2 separate regions of the Mus musculus genome follow, and region 2 is linked to region 1. Evidence: chromatin contacts called from public HiChIP or PLAC-seq data. All regions are on one chromosome and are shown on one strand. The core of a region is the stretch at or near the end of the contact, and the rest is flanking DNA. Distances in the headings are between cores, read along the strand shown. Region 1 holds the start of Poglut2 (protein O-glucosyltransferase 2). Region 2 overlaps Ercc5 (excision repair cross-complementing rodent repair deficiency, complementation group 5).

Region 1 (4,763 bases), core at 2,159-4,658:
TAGTACAATGTACCAGAGTTTGATGGTTTTATGCTCATTTGGAACATATGGAAAGAAAAAAAGTATGGTCAAAATAGAACGTGGTAGCCCATTTCTGTAATTCCAAGACTCAAGATGCAGATACAAGAGAGCTGCTGCAAGATCTACTCTAGACTAAACTACACAGCTACTTCTGATCTAGCCCAGTACACACCGGGCAAGACCCTAGCTCAAATAACCAAAGCTAACCAAATAACATTGCCAAGGGAAACAGGTTCATTTATGAATGAAAAAATACAATGGAAATTGCTAGGAGATGAAGCTGTTAAGAGTAAAACACTTGATTTATAAAACATGCAACCATCTGGTTTTGGATTGTATGCTTTAAGCAATGGTCACTGAATAAAAATAATCTCTTTGCTCTCATTTTATCTTAAAAAAAAACAAACAAACCTGCCATCTACCTGAAGATTTTACATAGTTGTCACTGAAAATGAAAGATATCAACATTTCCTCATTTGAACCACTGTTTTATGTGAATATCTCTGAAAATACATATATTTATAGGTTTGATGACACAAAGTATATTGTAGAAAATTATGAAATATCAGAAGATATTCACAGAAAATGAAAAAGAATGACCCAGAACCCATGCTGGCACTCTACTTCTTTGCATCCCGTGACTGATCTGCATCTCCACCCTTTGTAGTTAAACTCTGAAGGGCTTCTGCTATGGTATCCTTAGGACTTCACTCAGAGCCTGCTTTCTTAGAATGAAGAAAGCCACAACTACTGGAAACAAGACCATTACAGGCATAGATTATTCTAGTAAGATGCAATGGTAGTCTCAGGGAAAACGGAGTTATGAAGGCTGATTGATTGTCCAGCACTGTATCTGCAGCTATCTGGGGTTTATATCTGCTTTTATCTTTATGCTTATAACTTCATGCCACCCACCCTTTGAGCTGTTCTTTCTAGTCTGATCCCTGCATAGACATCAAAGAGTAAAGTCTGCTACATATATATCCTCATAGAAATTTTCTGCCTAAGGCCCTCAGCTATTGAAGCAAAAGATCAACTCCTTACCCTACATACCTTCTTCTGTCCTTCCACATTACTTTTTGGTTTTCTGAATGTTGTCTTCCTGTAGCCCCTTACTAATTATTCATTCTCATCCATCTTTCAAAGTTATACTCAAATGTCACTTTCTGAAGAACTTTTTTTTTTTTTTTGCTGTTCTAACTAGGCCAGATACCCTATCCATAGTGAGGAACTTTTCTTTCTAGAATATGATTAAGCTTTCTAAATGTGTGTGTGTGTGTGTGTGTGTGTGTGTGTGTGTGTACACAAATGGTTAACTCCTGAAAGTCTAGTTTTCCTGAAATTGCATCTCCAGGCCTAGTCTTGTAGAAGCCAGGTCTAACAAACATTTTTAGGTGTCTACAATGCACTAGGCATTATTGAAATTGTTCTCCCTCGTTTTGATTAACATATTAGGACTTGCGGAATACCACTCAATTTATTCACAGTATCTCATAAGCAATATAAACCCCAAGCTTCTAGGACGGCACTAGAGGAATGACTTATGAAAGTCTTTGGAATGAACAATTCTGTCAAATAAACATACTGTTTGCAAAACCGATATCGATTGCCTGAGTTTATTCTTTTCCATTTATGTGCCTTTCGTGTCTACATGCTGAAGTATCACATTCAGTAGAGAGCTAGACATCCAATAAAATCTCAGTAAAGCCTTCCACATATCACAAACAGTATAATCAATATTCTGCATAGAAAGCAACTGAGACCCAGAAAAGTGTTTTGCTGAGGATTGATAAGAGCTGCTAAGACAGCAGCCAGGTGCCCCCCCCGCCCCCCTTTTCTATCAGCGCCCTTGCCTAGACTACCAGACCAGACCTGGGAGGCCTACCTGTGAGTATGAGATTCATGCAGCACATGATGCCCTCTGGAGTTCAGACTCTGAGGAGCCAGGAGACTTCCCACTGCCCCCTCTTTGAGGCTCCGAAGCACCTGAAGGTGACAAAGGTGCAGGTGGAGGAGAACCGGGAGAGCAGGGATGTTGCAAGTGCAACTGCTGCAGCGCTACTGTGCCGGGTTCCCACTACTGTCCTGCGGTGGCCAACCCAGTGCCAGGCGTCCCTAGTCCCCACTGGCCAAGACCAGATCTAAAGCCTTGTAACCTCCTCCCGGCCTGCTCCCTCACTCCCAGCCGGAAGAAAAGGCTCGCCAGGAGGGGGAGCGCGCAGGCCTGAAGGGGGCCGCTTCCTACGCGCTAGGGACTGGAGAGGCTGGTGGCACGCAGACAGTGACAGCCTGAGAGCTGGGAGGGGAGGCCGCGATGAATGATTATATCACCAATAATAACAATAGCGGGGGGGGGGGGGGGGCAGGGGGAAAAAGAATCCCCTTGCCTTGGCTCACAACCAGGCCGTCTATGTTTTCCACGCCCCTTACCCCGTGGAGGGAGGACAAAGCCTGCTACTCCTCTTGACCTCACTGGCCGAGAAGCGAGGGTGCAAAGAGAGGATGGCCACTGCAGGCCGGGTGCCTGGGATCCGCTAGCGCAGCGTGGAGACCCGCTCCTGAAGAGAGTACAGGGATACCCACGGATGCACCCCCCTCAGGCCGAGCTTTCTTCTGGTGATTTCTATCCCTTACATCTCTCCTCAGAGACTCAGCTCGACCCAGATCCTTCCAGGGGCGCGGCGGGGTGGGGGTGGGGGTGGGGGTTGTCCTGCAACGAGGCAGTGACGGCGCTACGGAGAGGCGGAGCGCACCGCAGTGCCTGGGCTAGGCCCTCCGCTGGGGAATACCTCTGTTCCTGTTGGGTCCCGGAACTCTGGTGCTGGAAGGCAACACCAGATCTGCATCCTCAAGTCTCCTACCCAAGGCCCAGAATCTTTCGTCCCATTGAGCGCACAAGAATAGCACCGAGTGACTGGGTATCATTGATAACACCTAGCCTCCCTTTCAGCGTTTACTATATACCTGCCATTTGCGGTGGATACCTTGAACAAAATATAAGTTGGGAAATCTTTGCTGTGACTCCAGACATGCTAGTTGCGCAACTGTAGTATTTAAGGTTGCCAGAAAGCCGTGCTCCAAAGTTGAAAAAAGAAGTAGAAAGGAAGGTAGGGGGGGAGAAAGGAGGAGGGAGAGTGAGGGACGGAGGGAAGGGACGAAAGTAGTTGGGGGTGAACTCCTGGCAGGATTTCCGCTAGTCCTATGGCGGACTACATATCCCAGGAAGCTAAGGGGCCCGGGACGCGTTTTCCACTCTGACCCACTCATCCACTAGCAGAAGACTTTACTAAGACTGGTCACAGCGCAGGCCAATCCTTCTCCTCTCACCTTGGCTAGAACTTGCGACGGATTCGTTCCCAAAGTGATGCTCTAGTGGCAAGAGTAACACAAGTTTGTCATTGTCCGGAGAAAGTGGAGCCTGCGGTTCTTAACCAGGTTCAGCAGAACGTGTGGCATCCTTCTCCTGGACATGCCACCGCTCGGGTTGTGACATTCTTGGGCACAGCATAGTCCCACGCGCGGACCCCGCACGTCAAGCGACACTTTAGGGACTTTGACTGCTGCTAGGACTGACCACCGTCCTCCTACCTACCCAGGCTAGCTCCGTCCACTTAGCACGTTTGCATTTATTCGTGGATCTTCCAAGACTCGGTCTTGTAAATGTTCAGCATTTCGCTGCTTTCCTGCCTTTTTCTGGGGACTGTGCCAGCACTTGCCCAGACCGGCGGAGAGAGGAGGCTGAGCCCAGAGAAGAGCGAAATATGGGGACCCGGGCTAAAAGCACACGTGGTCCTTCCTGCCCGCTATTTCTACATTCGGGCGGTGGATACCTCAGGGGAACAGTAAGTGGAGAAATGACTCCTCAACTATTTGAGATCGCGGTTTAAAATAACTCGAGGGGTTTTTGTTCCTGTTGTTTATTTTGGTTTTGTCCTTCATCTTTATATGCCCCGACTCGTCTTTACTGCTGTCCATTTACATTCCAGAATTCTCGAGTGCTGTCTACATCTGGTTATAATAGACTTTTCCTTCAAAATCAACTTTTCTCTGTGACTTAATAATTCTGAAATATGTATAGTGTAAATAATATTGCTAAAATAACAGCTCTCTTCTTGGCTGTTTAGATGGGAATTGAGGCTAAACAAATCTCCGTTATTTTTAAATGGGAAAACTAAACACTAGAAACTAAATGCATTCAAAATGCAGGAATATTCAGTCCAAAACACTTGTGTTACTAACATGATGACCAGTTATTTTGATTTCCCCCATAACTAAACATAATTTAGAGTACTGGTATATTTGTTAGACTTTTATTAGTAGTAATATTTTAATTACATGATGTGGGTAGGGTGTATACTCACACCCAAGTGCTGGAGGAAGCCAGAAGAGGGCCTTGAATCTCCTTGAGCTGAAACTGCAGATAGTTGTGAGCCTTAAGGACAATGGATACTAGGAACTGAACTAAGTCTTTTACATAATGGTAAATGCTCTAAACCATTCAGCTATCTCCCTAGCCCCACAGTACTGGATTGTATTTTAAGCCATTAAGAACAATTTTTCAAATAAGGTCATCCTTGAAGTAAACATGTTACAAATGACAAATTGCCAGCTGTGTTGGTTATGAATTAATAATAGTACACTGATAGTGCTCTGTTTGGTATGCTAAATAGATTGCTAGTCTTAAGTGTTATCTCCTGGCAACTATCTAATGAAATTATTTTATGTTATTATTGTTTTCTTTT
Region 2 (4,644 bases), core at 446-2,945, 55 kb before region 1:
TATATATACAGAGACAGACAGACAGACAGACAGACAGACAGACAGACAGAAGAAAGGACATACAGACAGATAGATGTTGTTTTGTTTTGTTTTTCAAGACAGGGTTTCTTTGTGCAGCCCTGACTGTACTGGAACTCATTTTGTAGATCAGGCTAGCCTCAAACTCACAGAGATCCAATGGGCCTCTGCTTCCCAAATGCTGGGAATAAAGGCATAAACCACTGCATTCTTTAATATTTTATAAAAATTAATATTATATATAATTTATATATTATAAAGTTTTAATATTTTATAAATTTTATATAACATATTATATAAGCTGTATATGTTAAACCAACATCCGAGGACATATTTAATTTAAAAATAGGTTCTTTTGTTAAATATTCTGTTGAGATTTAAATTTTAAGTAGTCTTATGTGAAATTTTCTATATAAGCTGACCTCTACATTTAGTTATCTAGACTGCTTACTCTGACCACAAGCATATGCATTCAATTACCAACAGAGTACTCCTGCCTGTGTATCTAGTGAGACTCTCAGGTTGAACTTATCTCAATTTAACTCTCCCTTCCTCTTCTCCACTCTACTACTGGCCCAGAACCAGGAATCTAGAACCTTTCCTCCCACCTCCTACATCTAAGACATGCACACTCCTCTCTCTGATGTACCAGACACTACAAGGTTTCAGTTTCTTCTCTCCAATATTAACCACTGTTATCACCACCTCCCCCATTCCCATTGGTCTCCTTGCCTCTCTAGAATATGTATATAAACAAGGTTCTGCCTCAAGGCTTTGAAATCTTTAAGTCCCTCTGACACAGTCTTTGTCAAAACTGTAGTTACAGTTTTCTTCCGATTTCCTTAAGGAGCCTGCCCAAGACTGCCACAAACAAAGCCTCCGTTGATGACAACCCTGTGAGGAACAGCATGTACCCTCCTGCAGCTGCACCTCACCCTCTCTCTGCTTCTTTTCCCCATGGTATACACTAACTGGCAGATTATGACTTACAAACAAGGCCAGCATCTTTCTCCTCCACTAGAGAAAGATATTTCATTCTCACTATTGTCAAGAATGACTGACATGAGAGTCATTCTGTGTGCATTTCCCAAGTGGATGAATGGATGAATGAGAGAGTGGTGATGGATGTGAGTGTCAGGGACACTCACTGTGGCAGAAGTCACAATGGCTCCTTCCCCACACTATGAGAACATTTCTGGTTCACCGCCAAGTAAGTATTCAACTAACCTTGTCAGATGATTTAACTGCAAGACAGACACTAGGATTTTAATTTCTTAAACCCAGTTTTTAATACCCTATGACCTCTCACTCATGCATCAAATGAGTTCCTTGAGAAGAAAAACCACATGAGGCAAATCAGGAGAGTGAATGTGTGGAAGTCTGGGAGATGACCACACTGACTCTTACCTAGTTGACTGTAAAAGTCCACATATTGATAGTACTCTACAAACTTGTTTTTGTTAAAAAAATTCTTATAGACATGCCGGGCCCCAAACAGCCAGATATCACTATCGTCAGTAATCGTTCCAGAAGTCTGGTCAGTGAGGTCCAACATGGCACACTGTGCCTCTGCCTCCATGGGAGCCTGGATGTAGGGAACGCCAAACAGGCGCAGGAGTTCCTGCAGTAAGAGAAGCAACAAGCAGGGGAATGTGCTGTGGGCCTTGACCACAAGGGGGTGTGACAGTATTACACAGCCCTTCTGAGAGGAAGGTCGAGGCTAAGGAAGACCAAGCTAAAGTCACACTTACCTGGCTTTCCAGAAACATCTGGCCTGTTACAGAGGCAGCAATCCGATCTTGCTGCTGTTTTTGCGCTTTCAGTGAATTCTGTTCTGCTAAGAGGTTACTTTCCAGGGCATCCAGTTCCTCCTAAAACATGTTCCCAGCCGCAGAAAATTACAGTCATGATCCAATTATGCTCATTTGTTACAATAAAGCACGCATTTCCTCTGGCTGAAATGACCAATAAGCCTTACAGTGTTTTCCACTTGGGATTTCCAGGCAAGACTGCCCCTTTCAGTGGTCTCATTACATCATATGGGAACCTAACTAAAAACCCCAGGTATAACTTACATATTAAAAGGGAGCTATAAGAAACAAGATGAATTAAAAACAGCTAGTGAATATTTATCTAGCGACTTTTAAAATCTCAAAAGCCATAGACTTGGCTTCCTTGGCACTAAGTTAGAATGTGATATTACCAAATTAATATCTTGCCATTCGTTGGGCATGTCCTCAGCATCTATGTCAGCTTCTCTGTGTCCTTCCATTGCCTCAATGTCAGAGCTGTCCTGTAGGAGGCACTCTGTGTCCCTGGAGGTTCCTTCCTCCAGAGTTTCTCTTGGTTCCTCTGCATCTTTTTCAGAGAGATGTGTAGAAGCCTCGGATGACTCTGTTTGAAGTTCACTATTGCTGACCACACTCTGCACCTCAATGAAACTTCCTGTCCAAAAAAAATCATGATGTCACTTCATCTGACATGAGAACATTAGAGCCACTGTGAAGTCATCAAAGCTTTCTGAGCAGTCCTGAAAAATGTCAAACCCCAAAGGAAATGACTTAAGGATAGCTATAAACATTCAACTCACTAGTTTGCTACAGTGCACCACAGATGCCTATCTGCCACTTCCAACCAAGCGTTTTCAATGAGATAAAATGATCTATTAAGCTCTTGGTCACTAAAAGTAGGAAACAAATTCTCACAGATTTGCATATTAACTTTGAAAAGCTACGTTACATTGACTAATTCTGTTATTAAAACTCAGAGAGACGGCCAGGGATGCAGATAGGCTGACGGCAGGTCTTCACCTCTCCATTTTCTCCTCCAGTCCCATTCCCTCAGTCTCATCCACTACTCTGTAGCAGGACACCTCCCTGCTGCTGTCTCACTTTCCTCTCACCCCATCCCAAATGTATCACAAAGATCTCCAACCTTCCTTGCCTCCACTCATCCTAGTATCCCAGGCTCTAACTAGCATTCTCTGTGAGCACACCAGCTGAGCAGGCTAGGGAAACAGGTAAGCTAACTAAAAACCTTCACCACTCCCTCCTCTCCTCCACACCCAACTCCCTAGTCTCATCCCTCTCTTTGCAACCGAACAGCCTGCTGTGAAAACACCATCCATCTTTTTGCTACATCCAAGAAACACACCTCAACATCAATGATAGACATTACTTCAGAGTAAAAGGTTGGAAAAGATATTCCAAGTAAACAGACCTATGAAGCAAGCTGATGTAGCCATTTTAATATCTTAGAAAATAAACTTTAAATCAAAACTAATCAAAAGAGATAGGGAAGAACACTAAATACTCACTCATATCTACCAAGTTGATAGTTCAACTCTTAACATTGATGCCCAAAACAAAAGGGCACTCAAGTTTGTAAAAGAAGCACTACAACAGCTTAAATCATATATTGACAAATACACTCATAGTGAGAGTCTTTAATACCCCATTCTCATCATTGTCTTAGTTAGAATTTCTAGTGCTATGAAGAGACGCCATGGCCATGTCAACTCTCATAGAGAAAAATATTTAATAAAGGCTAGCTTATAGTTCAGCTTTAGTCCATTGTCATCACAGCAGGAAGCATGACAGCATGCAGGCAGGCATGGTGCTGGAGAAAGAGCCAAGAGTTCTACATCTACATTATTAGGCAGTAGGAACAGAGAATGACACTGTTTTGGCTTGAGTTACTGAAACCTCAAAGCCTGCTCCCAGTGGCATACTTCCTCCAACGAGATCACACCTACTCTGACAAGGCCACACCTCCTAATATTGCCACTCTTCTATAAGCCTATGGGAGCCATTTCCATTCAAACCACCAGTTTTCCAGACAAAAACTATAACAGAGAGATGCTGGAGCTAACAAAGGGTAGAAACCAAATGGACCTTACAGATATTTATAGAACACTTCACCAAACACAAAAGGATTTATCTGATCACAATGTGAAACTGAGATTGTGTCGTTTACTAGAAAACCCTGTTTCTAAGGGTGGTGTGGCTCACCTTTAGTACCTTTAATCCTTTGGGCTGGAACAGAGACACACCCTTAGTACACACCTTTAAACCCAAGCAATGGCAGTAAAATTAGTCTATAGAAGGAGCATCCATGTTTGAAAGTGATGCCTACTTGAGTGGCAGACAAAGTGATGAATTAGAGAAAAAAAAATGACAGAATAGGAAATGCACAAATCTGCCCAACTCTTACGAGAATACAGAGGAAGAAGAGGTGACTTAAGAGAGAACAGCACCGAGAGAAGAAAGGAGCATTCTCACAGAGGCAGGTTGTAGAGAGAATAAACTAGACACATGTAAAGACAGAGCAAGCCAGAGTATGAGGAGGAAGCAGAAATTAGATCAGATTGGCAAAGTTAGTATAAGGCCAAGCAGAGCCATTCAGTCAGAAGCTGAGAGAAGCCAGTTTGAACTGGTCAGCTCAGAGAGGAGTTTTGAGCCAGAACAGCTGAGTTGAACCAGTTAGCCAGAGCTAAGAAAAATCTAGAATGGGCAAATATATTCAGCAGTAACTCTAAGAGGCTGAAAAAACTCTAGGCCTTAATTAGATTGTATGGAGGCTAGAAGCTTCCAGGCCTAGGTTAGCAGACAAGGCACTGAGCCTCAG

The links. HiChIP or PLAC-seq counts read pairs in DNA pulled down with a chosen protein or histone mark.
Region 2: an H3K4me3 HiChIP or PLAC-seq map of pro-B cells shows a contact between it and region 1, with 2.1 times the contacts expected there. The contact joins the enhancer-like site here to the promoter of Poglut2 in region 1. A contact is called at or near these places in 2 of 39 promoter capture datasets (liver and macrophages), 2 of 15 datasets of contacts at CTCF or cohesin (large pre-B cells and pro-B cells), 8 of 484 Hi-C or Micro-C datasets (the 63-12 cell line, CD8 T cells, Th1 cells and 4 more), 6 of 115 datasets of contacts at active chromatin or transcription factors (the 230-238 cell line, the SCID.adh cell line, embryonic stem cells and 1 more) and 2 of 9 other capture datasets (adipose tissue and embryonic stem cells).

The regions. Positions count from the first base shown.
Region 1 is chr1:44,117,418-44,122,180 of GRCm38.p6, reverse strand. Poglut2 (protein O-glucosyltransferase 2) reads left to right here and starts at 3,408. Exons shown (of 10, transcript NM_023645.3): 1 at 3,408-3,863. The coding sequence starts at 3,682. Bivm (basic, immunoglobulin-like variable motif containing) reads right to left here and starts at 2,213. Exons shown (of 10, transcript NM_144558.4): 1 at 1,907-2,213.
Region 2 is chr1:44,171,157-44,175,800 of GRCm38.p6, reverse strand. It overlaps Ercc5 (excision repair cross-complementing rodent repair deficiency, complementation group 5), which reads right to left. Exons shown (of 15, transcript NM_011729.2): 9 at 2,222-2,463; 10 at 1,770-1,889; 11 at 1,426-1,639. Among named protein-coding and RNA genes, the nearest start is that of Ercc5, 26 kb to the right of the region's middle. Within about 2 kb of position 1,695, at least 3 of the 459 cell types and tissues checked have an H3K27ac peak or open chromatin away from gene starts, as enhancers often do. A contact at or near this core is called in the 63-12 cell line and pro-B cells, where this site is marked.